2 separate regions of the Gossypium hirsutum genome follow, and region 2 is linked to region 1. A link is a contact called in public Hi-C data. All regions are on one chromosome and are shown on one strand. Each heading gives the region's core, a stretch centred on a gene start, on an enhancer-like site or on the middle of the called end of the contact. The rest is flanking DNA. Distances are from core to core; before and after follow the strand shown. Region 1 holds the start of LOC107916523 (probable nucleoredoxin 2). Region 2 has its middle 17 kb from the start of LOC107917986.

Evidence for each region. Hi-C and Micro-C count contacts between places; a contact is called where the count stands out from the background.
Region 2: a contact with region 1 is called in a Hi-C map of hypocotyl, with 5 times the contacts expected there. The contact joins the enhancer-like site here to the promoter of LOC107916523 in region 1. A contact is called at or near these places in 24 of 34 Hi-C or Micro-C datasets (anther, callus, cotyledon and 5 more).

Annotation. Positions count from the first base shown.
Region 1 is chrA01:21,293,102-21,296,302 of Gossypium_hirsutum_v2.1, reverse strand. It overlaps LOC107916523 (probable nucleoredoxin 2), which reads left to right and starts at 1,742. Exons shown (of 3, transcript XM_016845782.2): 1 at 1,742-2,205. The coding sequence starts at 2,062.
Region 2 is chrA01:21,342,802-21,345,991 of Gossypium_hirsutum_v2.1, reverse strand. No RefSeq gene overlaps it. Among protein-coding and RNA genes, the nearest start is that of LOC107917986, 17 kb to the left of the region's middle. Within about 2 kb of position 1,776, at least 3 of the 9 cell types and tissues checked have an H3K27ac peak or open chromatin away from gene starts, as enhancers often do. A contact at or near this core is called in hypocotyl and leaf, where this site is marked.

The DNA.
Region 1 (3,201 bases), core at 493-2,992:
GCTAAAGCTTCAATTTATTCATTCTTACAAAATTTTAATAAATATATTGTATACTATTTTTTTTCACACATATTATGGGTGTGTCATGATCATGTTTGTAGAGTTTGAGTCTTTTAGCCTACAAATTCCTTTTATCTTGAAGCTTGTGTTCTAGAGATGACATTTTAGGAGAGGCTACCACAAAAATTATAATGTTAGTATTCATAAATTGTACATGGATATGAAAAATACCTTATTTTAAAAGTGTTAAAATATGCTTTTAATTCCTATACTTTTTATAGAATTTGAGATTTAGTTTTTGTAATTTAAAAGTTAAAAATTTAATCATCCTACATTTTTAGTTTGAAAATCTTAGCCCAATCATCATTTTTGTTGGTAGTTTCTTTTAAAATTTGTCAACGTAACATATTTATTTTCTATTAAGCATATGTCACATAATATGAAGATAGCTTAATTCATGTGCTAAATTGATAAATTTTGACAAAGAATATTAACAATGGTAATGATTGGAGTGAGATCGGCAAAGTAAAAAGACTTAACTTTTAACTTTTTAAGTATATGGGTTAAATCTCAAATTTTGTTAAATTAAAATGATTGAGAAGAGATTTTAACCAAAAAGAAATATTACAAAAAATTGAAAGCATTGTGAAGGGAAAAAGGTTTCTAGAAAAGAATTAAACAATGGTGGAATACAAACAAAAGGAAAGGATTAAAAGTACTTTTAAATTAAGGTCTTCGGGTTGCGCGTTGCCAAGTGTCGTTTAAGTGGGCCCCAATATAGTGAGAATTCAAAGCTACAATTTTTAGAGCCTTACAGCCGTCTCATCCTCCCACGCACTATTTTTATATTTATCTTTTTCAAAAATTTAGAGGAAAATTAGATTACGGTGCTTACCATATGAGTGATATTTTATTTAATAAAATTTAAATATTGAAGTAGGTAAATTCTTATTGTATGTGTATTTCGTTAGTTTTTATATAAAAATATACAAAAATTATAATAATATTTGTTCTTTTATTAATTTAACCAAACTTTTAAATACTAATATATTTCATTGAAGTACGAGATAAAAAATAAATAAATATTAATTTTATTTTTAATATTTATATATTTTTATTAATTTTATCTTTATTTTTAGTTAAATTTGGCTCTCAACATTTTAAAAAAATTAAATTTAATTAATTTTTTAAAAAAGATTTGAAATTATGTTTGTTTGATGAGAATACTAATTAAAATGTTAAAAATTTAAATACGATAGCCTCCATGATAATGGATGTATACTCAATGCTAATATTTTTGAAATTTTATGAACTTTTTATATTTTATATTTTATTTTTTTTATAATTTTTAAATTATTATTTGTTGAAGTGATATATAAAATAAATGATGTTATATTAAGATGATGTGTACATAAATTATAATTCAAGTTGTCATGTTAACAACATTAAAAATTAATATTTTGATCATAATTTTTATTAAAAAAGAGAGATTTGATTTTTTTTAAGGTTAAAATATCAAATTTAGAAGAAAAAAAAACCAAATTGATAGAAAAAATGTAAACGCTAAGTTTATTGTTTTGTTTAGATAAAAATATAAGAAGCAATTAAAATAAAAAAGAAAATAATAATAATGTTAAAAAGGTGGAGAGAGTTAGAAATACAGGTGTCCACTACATCTTTATGACAAACACGGGACCTTACCTACCTTATCTAAGATAGCTTGGAAACGCTGGCCTGGACTTCGATTTTTCTTATTTTAACAAAAGCGAACCCAATGTGTCGAACCAAAAGGTTATATGCGTGACAGATGACGGTCTTGACCAATTAAATATAAGTCAAGACGTCGCCAGCATGATAGTTAATGGACCCGAGGAACAGTGGGAGTTTGGCTCATTGACGATACTTTTGGAGTGAATCGTAAGTTCGGGGGGGGGGGGTTGAATTGCTATCTTAGGATAAAGAATATGGTTCCATGCAATTTAAGCTTTGAAAGGACTGATTTAATCTTTTATAAGCAAACGAGAAGCGAGAAAAGAAGACAAGTGATGAAGTAGGAAGGAAATGGATTTGGACGACAACGCCAGGAATCTTGTTCAAGCTTTGACAAATGGTGATGCCGAGAAGATTTCAACATCTAGATTTTCTTCTCTTTTGGCTTCTAAAGATCGTGATTATCTTCTGTCCTCAACTGCTCAAGATGACCAGGTTAGTTTTCCTTTCATGGAAGGAAATAAAGAACATATCTAGCATCTTCTTCTTCTTCTTCTTCAGTATCTATTATTAATTTTTAGCTGTAAACTTTAAGTTGTGGTCAGACATGAAAGCACGCAGCCACCTTTAGGTCTAACTCACTTATGGCTTCACGGTAATTTGTACTCTTTCATCATCATAGATCCATTTCTTTTCTATCTTCTTCTTTATCCAAGACTTCTTTCTGAAATTACATAAACCTTCCAGAATATCTTTTCTAGAACTATATATATATATATATATCATTATTTGGTATTATTCTCAAAATATTTAACTTTATTTATTAGCAACATATTTCAGGAACTTCTATAGGGTTTTAAAATGGAAAGTCCACCTGCTAATACTTTGTTATATATGTATTATAAGGTCCAGCAAACTAGAACTTGGTTATGGTATAATCATCTGGGTATATTATAGCACCAAACAAAGAATGAAGAAATATATGGGATGTTGTTTGGTAGAACATGTTTAATTGAGTAGATCTTATGTTATTTCGCTAGTGGTGGTTGTTAAACTCGACAATGATTTGATTTAGTTTTGAAGGGAATACTTTTTTAGGGGTCTTTTATGTATTTATGACAATTAGGTGATGATCACATTAAATAATTAGATGAAACTGAGAAATGGATCATTGTAAGTTCATAAGCGAACAATCTAAGTCGGTTACATGTCTTGTCGGTAATTCAAACATGTTGGAACACCATTGGTGGTGAAGAGATCTTGTTGTTTTGATGTTCTTGTGGGGGGTTATGAATTTTGCTTGTCGGGAAGGGAATTAGAACGGATTCTTAGCATGAATGTGGGATGCATTCGTGATAATGTTCAATATATCGATATATGATATATCGGCAAAAACTATCGGAAATATGTCGGTGATCGTCCTTTTAAATTTCTAAGATACTTCTTGTCGCGACAAAAACATGCCAAACATGCCTGTCCTCGTCGAATATA
Region 2 (3,190 bases), core at 527-3,026, 50 kb before region 1:
GTTTATGAAAATAATACGAAAATAAACATAAGAAATGAAATGGTGGTACACCAACAACATTATGTGAACATGAGAACATCCAATGTAGCAAAGTTAATCCAAAATCGTTGGCTTAAAGAATACTAAAATCCAACGGCTAGAAGAGAAGGCCTAAACTCGAAAGGGAGCCTTGAATCTATAAAAGTCCAGATCTCCCGTAACCTCCCACTCGTATTTCTCTCTTTCAATCCATCTCCAAGGCGACTCTTCTTCTAAAAGGTTAGAATTCCTTCCTTCCTTCATCACCATTCATTGACTTGCGGAAAAATTAAACCATCAAAAACTACTGCACTATGACTGAGGCACCTGGACCTCACAAGCTGACTCTGCTGATTTGATTATCGATTCCACCGGCTGGCGTGAGCTTCGGCCTCCCTTAAAATATAAATTTGTTCTTCTGGCCCTTAAAATTTTTTAAAAATTTTAAATTAGTAAAGATAAAATTGTACTTTAACTCCCTAAAATTATAAAAATTCGATTTAATCTTTTACAAATTATAAATATATAAACTATAAAAAATTAAAATTTTATCTGGCCCCCAACAATTTGTTCTAACTTCGCCCCTGGATTCCAACACTGGTGATTCTAAAGCTGGTCACGCTCTCTTACTCTCTCTCTCTCTCTTGTGAAAATAAAAGATAAATTACATTAGTTCAAATGCTTAAAAGCACCATTTTGTTTATCTTGTTGTAAAACCTCAAGGATCTCATTTGGAGACACATCAAAAACTTATAACCTCACTTTAGACTAAGTTTAGCTAGCTGGTCTGTGATAATGTTGTATTTTCTAGACATTTTTGATTTGTCATTATTCTTCAGATTTCACAGTTCAATGAATCTCTTAAGCAATTCAATCAATTTAAAATTAAAAATATCAATATTTATTGAAAAAAATACATATTTTTTAATAATAAAAAATAATAATGATGCATATAGTTAAAAGAGTAAAAAAAAAATTGGAATTTGATTGCTTTTTTCTTTTTTATCAATTATAAAGTGTAGTTTAATAAGTCAATAAGATGGAAGGACTACGTACAAAGAGCCATGTGATGTGATCCATAAACAACTCAACACCAACGCCCATCGCGCTGGCTTTTTGCTTTTTCACATTTCCAAACGCTTTTGTGCTTGTATATTCCCATGTTTTAAGACTCTTTTCCGGTGGGACCCACACTTGAGATTTAAATAATTGATATCACTCACATCACCATCCATTCCGTACCCGTTCTGAAATAGGGTTTTTTTTTATAATAATATAATATAATATAAATAAATAAATATCAAAATAAGATAGAGAGATTAATATTAATAAAATTAGACAAAGATTATAGTAAATACTTGGTGTCGCACCGTTTTTTCTTTAAAAAATTAATTTTTAAGTATAGTCTTATCAATCGGCTGCACCCACATTTAAAATCTACTATACGTGTTTTTAACAATGTATTATAAAAATAAAATATATATTTTTATTGATACTATCGACATATCAAACGACATTTTATTATTTTTAAATAAAATTATTTTTATTGGTGTCAGCCTAATGATCTACTGTGGATGTAACTCGTCAATTACATATCTAGATTCCAATACCAAAAAATTATCATAACAACTATTTTCTTTTTAGGTTAAAAAAAATATTTTATTATTATATTATTATTTTTTATTATTATAAAGCGGGTTGGTTTGGTCCCAACCCCCACACCAAAATTTTCCAGCTATTGAAGGTCCCCTTCCCTCCACTGTTGAAGGTAAATTTAAGGTTTTCCCTTTTTTATTAGTACATTAATTATTTTAATACTAATTTAAACATAGTACTTATTATACACAAAAATCAAAACAAAAATAAGTTTTAATTTTTTTTAGTATAATTAGTTATGTTAGTAGACATTTGTACTAATTAACTTGTATCTTTCATTTTTATTTTATTTTTATATTACAAACATTTAGATGGTTCTTCCTTCTCTCCCCACACCCGAAGATCTTCTAAAAAAAATCAGGTATTTATTTATTTTGCTATTATTATAATTATTATTAATAGATTAGAATTATGTTAAAGTTTAATTTTTTTAGGCATTCAAGGCTTTGTTTTCAGCTTTATTAGTATACTAACCTTTGAACTATATTTTACATTTTTATTGGTTGACCTTATTTTTTAAGGTAAATTGAGATAAAATTAATAGTTTAAGTATTAATATTACGCGTGTTTTTTATATTGTTTTTTGTTAATTCGATTATTAAAATTTTAATTATTTTTGCATATATGGATATGAGTTCTTTAATTACTGCAGCAGATCACACAATTAGGACGGTCCATTTACCGGTAAGAGAATGTTCTAATGTTGTACGTATTTTTTGGCATAGTTGCACATAATTTTTTATTTAACTATGAGATCTTAACCAATTTTATAATATGATTAGGGTCTGTACTGTAGGCCATGGTCTGAGCTATCGGCCAAACACACAGATTATGCCCTACTTAGATGCCACATGATTTGGATCATCGGCATTAATCTGTGTGTTTGAGCTAAATGTCGACTTAATATTGGCACTAGTTGAGTGGTGGTGCCTAGAGACACACACCTTTCATTCACTGTGTGAGGAATGCACCATCTGTAACACCCCTAATCCGTATCCGTCGCCAAAACAGGATTATGGAGCATTACTAGACAAACAAAATATTAAACTATTCAAATCATACATTTATACAAACGTAATCAAATTTCATTCAAATACATCCATAATGTCCCTTAATCAAGCCCTCGAGGCCCTAAAAATACTGTAGAAATAATTCGGGACTAAATCAGAAACATTTGGAAATTTTAGGAAAAAAGTTAAAAAATTTAGATTGTAGGGGTTACATGGCCGTGTGGACATTCAAAATAGGGGCACATGGCCGTGTCTCAGCCCGTGTTTATGCCCGTGTAACTCACTAACTTGGGTCACACGGCCAAGCCATACGCCCATGTGTCAGGCCGTGTACCCTTCAAAATAATCTCACACGCTCGTGTACCCTTCGAAATGATCTCACACTACCACGTGCCAGGCCATGTGTTAGGCCGTGTAATAGCTTGACTTGTATGCACTGAACCTACAGGAGACACACAGACTTGTGTCACACACGGCTGAGACACACGCCCGAGACACACGCCCGT